2 separate regions of the Canis lupus genome follow, and region 2 is linked to region 1. Evidence: chromatin contacts called from public Hi-C data. All regions are on one chromosome and are shown on one strand. The core of a region is the stretch at or near the end of the contact, and the rest is flanking DNA. Distances in the headings are between cores, read along the strand shown.

What was found. A called contact is a pair of places that touch in the nucleus more often than the background predicts.
Region 2: a Hi-C map of blood shows a contact between it and region 1, with 6 times the contacts expected there. The contact joins the promoter of NRDC here to the promoter of PRPF38A in region 1. A contact is called at or near these places in 2 of 9 Hi-C or Micro-C datasets (both in blood).

What each region holds. Positions count from the first base shown.
Region 1 is chr15:9,004,741-9,012,147 of UU_Cfam_GSD_1.0, reverse strand. It overlaps PRPF38A (pre-mRNA-splicing factor 38A), which reads left to right and starts at 3,670. Exons shown (of 10, transcript XM_038558025.1): 1 at 3,670-3,941; 2 at 6,253-6,412. The coding sequence starts at 3,812. TUT4 (terminal uridylyltransferase 4) reads right to left here. Exons shown (of 32, transcript XR_005370210.1): 32 at 3,343-4,497. ORC1 (origin recognition complex subunit 1) reads right to left here and starts at 3,482. Exons shown (of 19, transcript XM_038558018.1): 1 at 3,344-3,482; 2 at 2,658-2,811.
Region 2 is chr15:9,451,915-9,459,321 of UU_Cfam_GSD_1.0, reverse strand. NRDC (nardilysin) reads right to left here and starts at 3,120. Exons shown (of 31, transcript XM_038558037.1): 1 at 2,602-3,120. The coding sequence starts at 2,945. It overlaps LOC102154126 (a long non-coding RNA gene), which reads left to right and starts at 3,200. Exons shown (of 3, transcript XR_005370225.1): 1 at 3,200-4,031; 2 at 4,182-4,376.

The DNA of each region.
Region 1 (7,407 bases), core at 2,421-4,920:
TCAAATAGACCAACGTTGTTGGTGCCCCAGACGTATTACACCATTGTTGTTCTCTCTTCTTGCATATCTTCTCAGGGATGGCTCAAGTCTCAACCCCAATAGAACTTTCTCAGGCCTTCAGTGATACTCAATGGAAATTTACCCTCCCACCACCTTATACTATCCCGCAGGGCCATGTTCCATTATATCACCCTATGATCAGGGATCCCTGGGTGGCGCAGCGGTTTGGCGCCTGCCTTTGGCCCAGGGCGCGATCCTGGAGACCCGGGATCGAATCCCACATCGGGCTCCCGGTGCATGGAGCCTGCTTCTCCCTCTGCCTGTGTCTCTGTCTCATTCTCTCTCTCTCTCTATGACTATCATAAATAAAAAAATTTAAAAAAAAATTTATATCACCCTATGATCAAAGCAATAAGCATTATATTACTTCCTTATTTATTGTATGTCCTACATTAGAATGCTAACTTCCAAAAAGCAGAGATCTTGGAACCTTGTCTATCTTGTTCATAACTGCATTCCCAGAGCCTCAGTTAGGACTTGGCACAAAATAGGTGAATGAATGAACGAAAAAACAATCTGGTTTTAACAATCATTAGGACAGGGATGCCTAGGTGGCTCAGGGGTTGAGCATCTATCTGCCTTTGGCTTAGGGAGTGATCCTGGGATCAAGGCCCGCATGGGGCTCTCTACAGGGAGCCTGCTTCTTCCTCTGTCTGTCTCTGCCTCTCTCTGTGTCTCTCTCATGAATAAATAAAATCTTTAAAAATAAATAAACAAACAAACAAACAAACAAATAAATAAAAATCCTTAGGACAGTACCAAGTGTGTGTGGTAAGGACAGAACAGTCAGTCCTCATACACTGCTGGAAGGCGTGTAAATTGGTAAAACCACTTTGAAACATGGGCAACATCTAGTAAACTGAACATATGTACATCCTACGATTCAACAGTTCCAACACAATATACCCAACATAAAAACATACATACCGTCAAAAGACACAAACGAAAATGTTCATAGCACTATACAGCAATGAAATCAAACCAACTACAACTGTACACATGGGAAAATCTCACAAAATAACAATGAGCCAAAGAAATCAGACACCATAAAAAATCATACTATAGGGATCCCTGGGTGGCGCAGCGGTTTGGCGCCTGCCTTTGGCCCAGGGCGCGATCCTGGAGACCGGGGATCGAATCCCACATCGGGCTCCCGGTGCATGGAGCCTGCTTCTCCCTCTGCCTGTGTCTCTGCCTCTCTCTCTCTCTCTCTCTCTCTCTCTCTGTGACTATCATAAATAAATAAAAATTGAAAAAAAAATCATACTATATTGATTCCACTCACATAAAGTTTAAAAGTAGGTAAAAGTAACCTATGGCATTCCAAGTCTGAACAGAAGGTTACCTAAGTGACTGAAAGAGAGCCCAGAGGACAAGGGTAATGTTTCTGGGATGCTGGTCTTGTTTCTTGATCTGGAGGCTGGTTACACAGGTATGTTCTCTTTAAGAAAATTCATTGACCTGTACATTTATGATATGTGCACTTTTTGGTATATAGTTATTTTTTAATGAAAAGTTCAAAAAATTAACTGAGAATTCTTCAAAAGAGGCATCATAAGGATGTCAAGCCACTTTGTACTGTTATCCTACTTTCTTACCTTAGGACCCAGTATTTCATCTCACCCACCACCAGCAGAGAGAGATGATGAACGGGGTAGAAAGGCTTTGGCTTCTAGGAGATACCCCACCACAGGCTCTCAATGTTGGAGATACCAGAAATCTGGCACATACACACCACCAAGTGCAGGGTGCCACGCCCAAGGAAAACATAAGGGAGTTGCAGTAAGAGTGATAGCAGATATGTATTAAGCCAATATAAAAACTCTCTATATATTTATCTCATTTAATACTCAAAATAATCCTAAAACAATGCGAGTACATGCTAAGTGCACAGTAGACTCTCAATAATAAGTATGTGCTCAGTGAAAGGTAGGTGCTACAGCACTTCACGATTAACTTGTCCCAGTATCACACAGGTAGGGCAGACTTAATTTGCACCCTAAGCAGCCAGATTCCAATGACTCTAAACCACTCTACCTTACAACACCTGTGTGAAAGCAGGTACTGTTAATACATGCCTGAGAGGCCTTGCTTCAGGTGTGCTTACCACACTTACTAGCCACCAACTGAGAAGCCAAATGGACCTCAATTTCCTTACCCACAAAATGGTATGATAATAGAACCTCCCTTTAATTCAACCAATATTTATTAATCACCCACTGTGTGCCAGGCCCCATTCTAGGATTAAGTGAGAAAATGCAAAATGGCAAATTCACTTCCCCACTCCCTTAATCTCTTGCATTTATTTGTAAGAGACAGTGGATCTCTAAAAAAAAAAAAAAAAAAGAAAGAAAGAAAAAGAACCTGATGTTAGGAAACTCGCGTACAATTCGCACAACATTTTGCATTTACTTTCAGGGAATTCATAAACCTTCTAACATCCACATATTGACCTCTGTTATGTTAAAAAGTATTGCAAAAAGACCTGGTACACCTTGCTCTCACTGTGGAAACCTCGGCGGGCCTTCACAGGTACTCCTAACAGCCGCGACGAGGGTACTATTTTTACAAACAACTAAAATCGAAAACTGACATACCTAATCACTTTAGTTTCGCAGACAGTAGCCCAGGATAAGAACTTCACATCTCATGCCTCGAAGTCTAGTGCTTTTCCAACTGTGAAAACAGAAGGCGCCTCTATTCCGGGCTAGACTAAAGTAGAAGTAAAGTTGGATTTCTTGGACTTCTTTCCTAGAAAGAAGGTGCATTAGAGGCCGGCAATTAGGAGCGGCTCGGGGGGGGGGGGGGGGGGCTACTTGGGCAGGAGCGCAGGCCTCTTACAAAAAGCGACCTAGAGAAGTCTCTGGACTCAACTGCTACATCCGTAAAATGGGGCAGTAACTTCTGTCCCGCCTTCCCTGCGGCGCTTGGTTCGCGGTGGCTCAAAGGAGGGAAAGACGCAAAAGCTCCACAAGGGCAAAGCAGACAGGCGGCCCAGTTAAGACCACTTCTGAGAACCTCAGGCCGCTGAGGACGGGAACGCTCACGCGTCTCTAAGGTTGGCTTCCGGTGCCTCAACTGCACTCTCAGGCCCTGGGGGAGTGGGAAGCCCTTTATAAATCGGGATGTGGAAAAGAATGCTCCTAATGGCCTTGGGACAGGGCCTGGCAGTCAGCAGCGCGCAGTGGATATCCGCTGGATGAATCAATGACGGAGTCCCCAGAGAAGAACTTCTCCAGTCTCCGCGGCTCCGACCCCCGTCCCGCCCGGGACTGCCACTCACCGGGCACCGAAGCCCTCCGCTCCCACCGTCTCCGCTCCGGGAGTTCGTCGGGCCGCAGCGACTCCAGCCTGCGCCAGCTGGACTGCTCTCAAAGCCACGCGCCGCACCGGAGCCCAAGCAGGTTGAAAATGAACCTCGCTAGGCAAGGTGGAGAAAAGAAAATTTCGCGCCAAAAGCCATGGCCCCGCCCCCAGGCTGCCCCACGTTGCGTCACCAGCCAGCCCTCTAGCCCCGCCCACCTACGCGAGGCGCGCGCCGTACGTCCGCCAACGTGCCGCGGCCATCATTGATTCGGTGGGCGACGCTGCTGGCGGAAGGAAGTTCTTTCCTTCGAAGCATTTCCGCTTCCAGATGGTGGTCTGAGTTGCTTAGGCTCCCTCCGCCTTTCTTGGTCTCTCTCCGGTTCGCCTTAACCTGGATGTGACGCATTAAAGGACCCGACGGAAGTAGAACTGAAGGCGTCCTAAGATGGCGAACCGTACGGTGAAGGATGCGCACAGCATCCACGGCACCAATCCTCAGTATCTGGTGGAGAAGATCATTCGGACGCGAATCTACGAGTCCAAGTACTGGAAAGAGGAGTGCTTCGGGCTGACGGGTGAGCGGGCGCGCGCGGACCCTCCTCCACCCTGGTGGCCCCGTTCCGCGGACGGGGCGCGGGGTACCGGCCCCGGCGGGAGACTGGAGCGGAGTCTGTCAGTCACACAGAAAAATCTAGCACCTGCTGTGTGCCTGGATCGATGTTGGTTGGGCTTTGGGGACACGTGTGAGTCTGCTGCGGCCTGATTCTGAGGGTGTCTGTTGGGTTCTCTGCGTCTATTCATATTTAACGATAATCTCCCGAGTTCTCAAACCCTCTTAAACTCGGAGACTCTGAAGTCCTTAAAGGAACCTTAACATACCTGAAGCCCAGTTCCTGGTCTTTCGTTCTCTAAATCTGCACGATAAAAATAAATAAATAAAAAAAATAAATCTGCACGATGTGCAGTTATTTCCACGTTCGGGTCCTAATAGAAACCTTAGTTCTTCCGAGAAGGCTTCCAAGCCTTGCAGTCTTCGAATTCTGGCTCCTGATTTTAGTAGCTCTGCTTTGCCGGTGAACGATGTATGCCTTCTTCTGCTGTAGAACGGGTATCTTGCCCACCTCAACGATTCTAAGGAGTAAAACGCGTCATGTATAAGGAGAATTTGGTATGGTTACTGGTGTGTATTTTAAGAAGCACCCAGCACTACTCTGTGCCATCACTGTCGCTGCCACGACCGCTGTGTGTCCCTGGACGTGTCACATCGTTTTTCTGAGTCACCGTTAAATTTTGGAGTTATGTGAATTTTGGGTGAATTTTGAGGCCTTTTCTCACTGCAGGTTCTCTCCTTGTATGATCTTACCTGTAGATGCCTTCAAATTTCTCTCTTCAGCCCAGATCGCCCTCTGAGATCTCAATCTCTAATTAAACAATCAGGCCAACTCAGTATGTCCAAAAGTGAACGTGTGACCTTTTTCCTCCAATGCTAGATTATGTTCCCTTGTTGTATAATTGTATTGCATCCTGCATCTTATTTTAACTATTTGTCGCATTTCAATTATTTTTCCAATGCTTTCTGCCTTGCCAGACTGTAAACTCTGTAAGAGTAGTAATTTTGTTCTTCTTTATCATTCTACCTATATCTCTAGTATTTAGTACCTGGCTGTAAGTGTCAACTGTAATGTTGAATGAATTAATAAGAATTTATCTTAAAGGAACTTGAAATCTGATTTATAAAATGATTTTCCACTAATGGAATCTCTCATACATTATTTGCTGTGTAACATGTAGATGTTAACATTTATTTGTACTGTCTCATTTAACACTCACTATAGCCCTTAAACTTTTACCTTTACTGTTCAGATTTGAACTGACAGTCAAAAAGAAAAAAAGGTAAAAAGACTTGCCCTAGAGTTCATATAGCTAGTGTTTATTTTTGAAAACAATTGTGGAAGGTTGCTTTTTTTTTTTTTTTTAAGACTATTTGAAAGAGAAAGACCCAGAGAGCACAAGTAGGGAGAGGGGCAGAAAGAGAGGGAGAAGCCGACTCCTGCTCAGCAGGGAGACTGACATGGGACTCAGTCCCAGGACCCTGAGATCATGACCTGAGCTGATGGCAGATGCTTAACTGACTGAGCCACCCAGGCATCCCTTGTAGAAGGTTATTATCCCTATTCTGTGGATGACATTTACTTAAAGTTTTTTTTAAAAATTTTTTTTATTTATTATTTATGATAGTCACAGAGAGAGAGAGGCAGAGACACAGGCAGAGGGAGAAGCAGGCTCCATGCACCGGGAGCCAGACGTGGGATTCGATCCTGGATCTCCAGGATCGTGCCCTGGGCCAAAGGCAGGCGCCAAACCACTGCGCCACCCAGGGATCCCGACATTTACTTAAAGTTATGTAGTTATTGGGTCGTATACTGTTGCTGTTTCTTTTAGCTCCAGATTTGGCTGCTTTTCTCCAGACATAATGGTGATAGACATGGACACTGGAGATAGACTGCTTACATGTAAATCCAGGCCCTGCTACTCTCCGGTGGTGGACATTGAGCAAGTCACTTAACATTTCTTAGCCTTCATTTTCCTTATCTGAAAACAGCCTCTGTGCAGGAATTTCATGGCTTGTTGTGAAGATTAAATGAGATAATATGACATGCTTAGGAGAATACGTGGCATATAGTCATCCTTTCTTGTATATTGGCTGCTGTTATTATTATTACTATTAATACACACACTTCTAATATTAAATTGTTGATTAGTATTGAGGAGCACCAAACCTTGAACTAACTTATCTCCATTTCAGACTGGGAAGAGCTTGGCCCTAAATTATCTGAGATGCCACTTTGTTTTTGTTTTTGCCTTTGTTTTTTTTTTTTTTTTTAGCTGAACTTGTAGTGGATAAAGCCATGGAGTTGAGGTTTGTGGGCGGTGTCTATGGTGGCAACATAAAGCCAACTCCTTTTCTGTGTTTGACCTTGAAGATGCTTCAAATCCAACCTGAGAAGGATATCATTGTGGAGTTTATAAAAAATGAAGATTTCAAGTGAGTGAAATGTTGACTAGCTAATTTAAAAGCTTCAATTTCAGTGGGCCAGAATTTGGCTTCGGTTAAGAGGAGTGAAAGCAGTGTATCTTGTTTCAACAGAGTTCTACTCTAGGATTTTGGCTCCTGAGGTCTCCAGTGTGTATTTTGTCTGTTCTGATTGTATTGATCTTCTTTACATTCTCAGTCCTGGTAACTGCTCCTCTCCCCCAGAAAGCATTTCACAAATGGACTGAAAATATATTAAGCAGGAGTGAGCACTTAGTGTGTTCATAGCACTGGATGCTCAAAGATGAAGAAAACTACATCATGTGGTAGATAAGCAGGAGAACTTTGGTGTAGGTGGAGGGAGGTTCATGTCCAGGCTCTGTTACTTATTATGACCTTAGAGAAGTTTGTGAGCTTTACTTTCTTTACTTGTAAATGGAGATGATGATACCAGCTCAAGGTTGATAGGAGGGTTAAAGAAGATAGTGCTGTATATCTCACAACACAGTGCCTTTTGGTAAAGACTCCCAAAATGTCAGCTGCTCATATTCTTGTATTACTTATTCTCAAGGAACTCACAGACAAATATAAGAGACAAACATAGTAGCTAATTTTGTACCATCCTCTAAGGGATTTACATATAATCATTTACTTAACCTTCACAACAACCCTGCAAAATTATTATCTCCGTTACACAAGGTAGGAAACTTAGGACAGATTAATTTCCTTGAGGTCAGATACCTAGTAAGTGGTAAAGCTGGCTTCAGTGTTCAAATTCTTTACTATTCTGTTGTGTTTGTCATATAAAGAAACTGTTGAGTTTCAAATGCCTACTCGTTATTCCAAGTGAAGAATTTGAGTGGGTAGTTGGATATAGGAGAAAAGAAAAAGGAATCTTACAAAACAGTAACAGCTAGAAAATAGCTTTCTTACTATGTGCTATATGCTACGCTTAGCACTTTACACACATTTCTTACTAAGCCAACAAATTAGGCACAATCATCTCC
Region 2 (7,407 bases), core at 1,871-4,370, 450 kb before region 1:
GCCCGACGTGGGACTTGATCCCAGGACTCCAGGATCAGGCCCTGGGCCAAAGGCAGGCGCTAAACCACCAAGCCACCCAGGGATCCCCTAAGAATTTATTTTTAAACAACCTCTACACCCAGCGTGGGACTCAAACTCACAACCCCAAGATCAAGAGTTGCATGCTTGGGACACCTGGGTGGCTCAGCAGCTGAGCATCGGCCTTTGGCTCAGGGCATGATGGAGTCCTACGTTGGGCTTCCTGCATGGAGCCTGCTTCTCCCTCTGTCTGGGTCTCTGCCTCTCTCTGTGTGTCTCTCATGAAAAAATAAATGAAAGCTTTAAAAAAAAAAAAAAAGTTGCATTTTCCACAGACTGAACCAGCCAGGTGCCCCAGTGTTTTATACTTGTCAATCCAAATTTGCAGAGTGCTCTTTGTTATTAAAATAATTTACTATTTAGACTGCACTAAATAATTCTGTCCATCTAGAATTTCCTTCCCCTTTACACCAATAAAGATTTGAACAGCAGTTTCCAACCTGAAGCTCCTTAATTCTTATTAGAGATGTTTAAAGGATTCCAGCATAAAAGTTAATTCTTGCAGATGAGAAGGAAATCAACACTTACCACCTACACAGATCCCTAAAAAAAAAAAAAAAAAAAAAAAAAGATATCCTACAGGTAGGTTTAACATTTCAAAAAAGCTGAATACAAATTACACGTATACATATGTAAAATTCCACAAGCTATTACTTAATAAATAGTAAATCTTTCCAGGCATTATTTCACCATAATATTCCTTTAATCAGGTCTGCCTCTGGTGCTTATTCATACATTCAAAAGACATATAGTTATAATATGATGGATACATACTGTAACAGGCCCTGTACAAAACCCTACTGAAATACAGTGAAACGAGGGATTGGTTCTACATATAAAAACTTCAAGAGAGGGCAGCCCGGGTGGCTCACCGGTTTAGTGCCGCCCTCGGCCCAGAGTGTGATCCCGCAGACCCAGGATCCCGTCCCGTGTCAGGCTCCCTGCATGGAGCCTGCTTCTCCCTCTGCCTGTGTCTCTGCCTCTCTCTCTCTCTCTCTCTCTCTCTCTCTCTGTCTCTCATGAATAAATAAATAAAATCTTAAAAAAAAAAAAAAGGATTTAAGATAGCACAATGCCTGGTGCACAGTAATATGTAAGCATTTGTGATATAAACTTGCCAAAATGAGATCATTAAATGAAATATCTAAAGCAGTACAGTATTTGACACATAGTGTATATTCTATAAAGATTAGTTGTTAATATGTAATTTCATACAGGCAGTAAAAGCTAAAGCTGTTACTTAACATTTAATCTGAAAAGTAAGCACTTTCTATCAAGGTTTCAATTTGTTCATTTACATATTACTAAAGCAACCACTCTCATCTTTAATGAGAAAAAGAGAAAATTTAGCCCATCCACAAAGATTTCTTGACCCTGCAGCTCGCAAAAAAACAGCACAAGGAGTTGTGTACTGTTAATCCTAGACTGGGAGTGAAAGGAGAAATTACGCCAGTCTTAAACTCGGGGCTAAATCACTTCTTTCCAGACCTCGGTTTCAGTCATCTGTCAAATGGGAGAAATGGGGAGTGGAAAAGATTATCTCCAAGGTTCTTTCCAGCTCTAACACTGTAGAGGCTTATAAGAAATTGGGATCTAGAATCCTTCACCTTCCAACCCCATAGGAGTAAGAACATTATAAAAATCATCAAATGGTACACTGGATTTGGTGTCAAATGGACAGGGTTTTCATTATCAGCTGTTACTTAGCTGTGTAATTCTAAGCAAGAAGCCAACGCTCTGGATCTTAATTTCCTCAAGCTGGAGAATGAAGTTTTTGGACAATACGATCTCTCTTTACAAAACATCACAGTCACAACATTGTATGAAATAAGCTACCTCTGAAAGAAATATTCAGATGGTACTAAGCCAACAGCTATTAGAGATGTTTGGAGGATCCCAGCACAAAAGTAGACAGTTTCAGGATTCGAAGAAACCTCACAAAGTCTTCTATGACTCACCCAACCGAGCGCCAAGTCCTCTCTAACAAGACCTTGGAAGAGATCCCCAAACACTCTAGTAAATGAGGAACAACCCAGGGAAACCAGCCCCTTCATTTTAGGCCAGCTATGATGCCCGCCTTCTTTTACTTAAGCCGCACCATCCTCTAACTTCCACCGCATTAGTTTTACCCCCCTATCAACCAAAGGCACCTGCTTATTTCTGGATAGTGATAATTTGCCCCTTAAACATCCTCCCCAGGATTAAACTCCCTCACGTAACGCCAGGGCTCCCGCACCACCCAGACCGCTGCCTCCAGAGAACCCTCCACTCTTGCTGTAGCGAACGTCAAAATGACTCGAGCAGCCCTTCCCCATCTAACACGCTGACTCCTCCCAGGGCCCGAGCCTCCCGGCCTGCCCAGCTGACACCACACGGAAGCCCCCAGGGCCCTGTCCGCCCCCGCCCGAGGAAGCGCTCGTGGTGAAGAGAGCCCCTGTCGCTCCTTCAGGAGACAGACAAGAAGTGACGGCGTCAGCAACCGAGGGGCCCGCGCCCGGCTCGCCTCCCCGGTCCACGCCTCACCGGTACTGCTTGGGGTCGCTAGGAGACTTGACGATTTCGGGGTCTCCGGCGTTATTAACAGACCCCCTCCGTCCCTCCTCCTCAGATTCATCAGCTCCCAGACGGGCAACCCGGCCGCTCTCGCCCAAATCCTGCCCATTGGGCTGCAGGTCGGGACAGCTGCAGGTCGACTTCGCCTTGTTCCTTCCAGGCATGGTCGGAGGGAGCAGGGGTCTGGCAGCAGCCGAGTCTTCGCACGGACCCCGCGCCCGGATTCTCCACAGCGCTGTGAGCTCCCGCCCGGCCTCACACCACAACTTCCCCCCGGTGGCACAGACTGCAGCAACCGCGACTCTCCTCAGCATTCACCACCAAGCCGGAGCGATGGGCATCCCGCTCGCCGGGGACCTCCTCCTCCTCCTCCTCCAGCCGCTCCTCCACCTCCGCGTTCCAGGGGCGGCAGCGGCCGGCGCTGGCGCTGGTGCTGCCGCAGCCGCAGGGGAGGACAGGCCTGAACCCCTCCCCCTATCCGGTCTGCCTCACGGCAGCTTCCCTCATCCCCCGCCCGCCCGGCCGCCGATGACGCTGCCGACTCTGGCCAATCAGAAGGCAAGAAAGGAGGTCACGCGCACGCAAACCACCAATGGAAACAGGGAATAAAAGGAACCAAAGAGACCGGGCCGGATTCTCCGAGCACCGAGAAACCCAGGGTGGGCGGGGCAAGGAAGAAGAGGCGGAGAGAGTGGCGCGGAGGACGACGGGAAGAAAAGCGCTGGCGCCGCGTTTATGACGTAACGCGCGGGGTGTCGCTGTGAGGCGGCTACAGGGTAATGCTCCGCGCTTCTGAGCAAAATATTACCCGGCGGAGAATTGAGAAGCGAGTGGAGAAAATGAGTTCCCAAGACATTTTTTCAAGACTTTTTTTCCCCAGTTATACATTTTTTTGTGTTCCGTCCTTCACACCCAGGGCTTAGCCTCCGGCCGTGACTCAGCACGTAGAAGCGGGACGCCGGAAGTGTTTTTCGCCGCCGGATGGAAGCTGCGAGGCAGCCAAGCTGCGCTGGGCGCCCGCGATCCTCCTGCTGACCGCGCGGCGACCTTGGCCGGCGCCGGAGCCCGAGGAGGCGGGGCGAGCGGCGCGACGCTAGTTCCGCCCCGCGGAACCGGGCTCCGTCCGGGCGCCGGCCCGCGCGGCCTCTAGCTGCGCCGGCTCTCTGTCAGGTGGCCGCCTGCGTCTGGGTGCTTCCTTCATGTACTTTTTTCCAGAGGTTTTTTTCTGCCTGTAATGTTACTAGGATGGCCGTCACTCAGACTGTTCTTGAAACCGACATGTTAGCAAGATCCGATGTGCCGACACCATGAAGCCAAAGATCCCCACACATAAAGGGAAGAAGTACTTATAAATGAAGGGAGAAGGATCAAGCAGAAAGCGGTATTGATGACTGTTAAAGGTACTTAAATTTTTCTGGGCCTCCTGAGCTCCAGATTCAGGGAATGCAGTCATGAACAAAAACAATAACAACAACAAAAAATTTGTCTTTATGGGGCTGGCATTTTTACTTGTTTTTTTTGTTTTGTTTTGTTTTGTTTTACTTTTTTAGGTAAACTACCCGCAATGTGGGGCTCCAACTCAGGCTGAGCTGCAGGGTGGCATGTGTACCAGCGAAGCCAGCCCGGCGCCCTGGGGCTTGGGTTTTGACGGTGTAAACGGACAATAAAATCAATGATCTGTTGGAACAACAGTGAGTGCTGTGACGACAAATAATGCAGGATAAGCGAATAAGGAGTTGGGACGTGTAAGTGCAGTGATTCAGGCAGATGGTGAAAACCTGAACTAGGACAACAGACACGATAAATTAATTGAAAAATATTGTTCAAATATCCCAGTTTGTTTTCAGCCATCTTTTCAGGAACTTTCTAAACTAAGAACTCCTCTGGATTGCCCTCCTTCAGGGAAATGTTTTTTCTTCATCCAGTTCCTAGCATAGCAGCCCAATCAGTACTCTGCAAAGCAGTCAGTAATTGCTGTTGAATTGTCACCTGGAGTGACAAGTCTATTTTGAGGGTGTTTTCTTTGTTTTTACTTGTCACAGCAATAATACTGTAGGTAAGGAATCTTTGGATTCAGCCAGTAACTAGAATTTTATGACTATGAACAAAGAAAGGCTGCGTCTGAAGTGTGACCTGTTAGTTTTTCCCTTTAAAAAGAGGTCTCTGGATCTTAGAGTTTACCCAACTGTGGAGATAACATAACACCCCATATAGCAAGGCATGCATTTATTCACTCAACCAACCATTGGAGCTTCTAATATCTGCCAGGTACTGGGAATGCAGGATACTGGGAATTACAAGAGAACTACCAGGAGAGACCTTAAACAAGCGCACACTTTTAAATTTATCGTCGTGAAAAACTCTAAAAGGAAAAATACAGAGAGACCTAGTCTAGTCAGAGTTTCTCTAAACTAGACATTTAAACTTAAATTTGAAAAATGTATGGGAATTGGTATAAAATTTATGGGAATAAATGCGTTCAAAGCTCTGAGAAAGTAATTCTAATTATGGCTAAACTATAGTAATTTGGGAGCAAAGGGGAAGTGAGTCAGTGGCCAAGATCATACAGAACCTTCCTAAGAGTAAAAAGAAGTAATTGCTTTGTCTATTTTGTGTATCTCTGGGTTCCTAGCTTCTAGAAGAGTATCTGGCACATTAAAAATACTCACTAGGGGTGCCTGGCTGGCTCAGTAAATACAGCATGTGACTTTTGATCTTGAGGCCATAAGTCTGATCCCCGCATTGAGTGTAGAGATCACACTAAAGAAAAAAATTAAAGAAACCCACTAAATAATGGTTGAACCAATGAAGTAGGAAGACAAGATCACAAGAGTCTTCCAAGTAGATCACTGGTTGATGTGTGAAAAATAATTTGAGGGATCCCTGGGTGGCGCAGCGGTTTGGCGCCTGCCTTTGGCCCAGGGCACGATCCTGGAGACCCGGGATCGAATCCCACATCGGACTCCCGGTGCATGGAGCCTGCTTTTCCCTCTGCCTGTGTCTCTGCCTCTCTCTCTCTCTGTGACTATCATAAATAAATAAAAAATTTAAAAAAAAAAAAAAAAAAAAAAAAAATAATTTGAATGGTGGAGGTGAGGGCAAGACTAAGAGAAATCAGGAGGGTATTAAAGTAATCCAGGTAATGAAGGGTGGTTGGAAGAAAGCAGGGACAAGGGGCCCCACCTTAAGAGGAAACCAGCCTTAAGAGGATTTTACACCACCTTGGAAGGAGCCCTCCATCCTTTCCCGAGTGATAGATAAATGACAAAAACCTGATTGGGTGACAGGCACATGGAGGGTTAATCAGATTAAAACAGACCGCCAACAAGCCCATAAAAACTCCTAGACTTAGAAACTTCTATGGCAACCCTCTTGGGTCTCCTCCCTCTTTGGGAGCTTTGTACTATCATGCAATAAACTTTGCTTTGCTGCCTACTCCTCTTCCTTCGGTCTACCTCTTCATTCTTCTAAGCAGCGGACACAGAAGGAAAAGAAATCCTGTAGCATAGGCACTCGAAAATGATAATTTGGATATGAGTGACGGACAGATGTATACAGATATGTCATATATTTAGGGTGGAATTGACTGGTTTTGGATTGTTATTAATTTGATGAAGAATAAGAGGAAAGGGTCAAGTATAATTCTGTGATGTCTTAACTTCTGCATGAGTATGAGACAAAGCAGGGACTGGACTCAGGTCCCCTCAACCTTGACTGCAAAATCCAGTGTTTGGCTTCCTCCATAAAGAGGGAGGTGCTAAATCTTTATGCCTCTTGGGTAGCATATCTTGTGGGAATGCAGAGGGACGATGCTTACCAAAAGAAGGGTGCTTACTACCAAAACTGGTGAAGACTGGACTAGTCTGTGCCAAGATGCACCCCTGTGCTGAATTTTTACCGACTTTTTCCTCATTATAATACTAAAAACCCTGCTGGGGTGGAGATTTAATATGTCAATTAGACATAAGACGCATGAAGAAGCATGACCTTTAAATATGCAAGTGCTAAAAAATCCCGGCCTTTGCATGCTTACACATCACCCTTTTCCCCACCTAAATTTCTTTAAAACAACATCCTGACCTCTCATGAAGTCAGACTGAGGATTCTTACCTTTCTGGTGTCTCCCTTGTGTTCAAGTAAAAGCCCCAGGAATGCCTTGCCTAAAACTCCCTTTGGCCTCCTATCAATTTCTATGTTTAGAGACCCCAAGGCAGATGATGATGCTGTATCTCAGTAAGCAAATTCTGAAGGACTAACAGGTTTTGGAGGAAAAAAGTATAAGCTCAGTTTTGGATATGTTAAGTTTGAGTCATGTGTGTGCCATGGAAAAGAAAGATTAGATTGAAACTCAGAAAAGAGTCTAATTGGAGATGCCAGTTTGAAGTTTATCAGCTTACAGGTGGTAACCAAAGCCTATTGAATGAGATCACTTACATTGAAGTTGTAAAATAAAAAGAGAAAAGGGCTAAAGGACCACGCTTTGTGGAGGTTTTAGAAGATAAACTCCCAAAGAGACTGAGCTGAGAAGGAACTACATGAATGGTAAGAGGAAAACCAGAAGAATGTAATATTCTAGGAAAAATACCTCTTTGTAGGTTGGCCCAATGCAATTCTGACTCTATAGCAAATGTCAGTGTCAGATTAGATGTATAGAATATGAGAACTAACAAAGGATCACAGAACCACTTTAATCTGTCCTCTTCAGATGTAAAGAGAAATACCTACCCAGAGAGGTGAAGATCATAAGCAACCCGTGGCGCAGCAGGACTTCCAAAC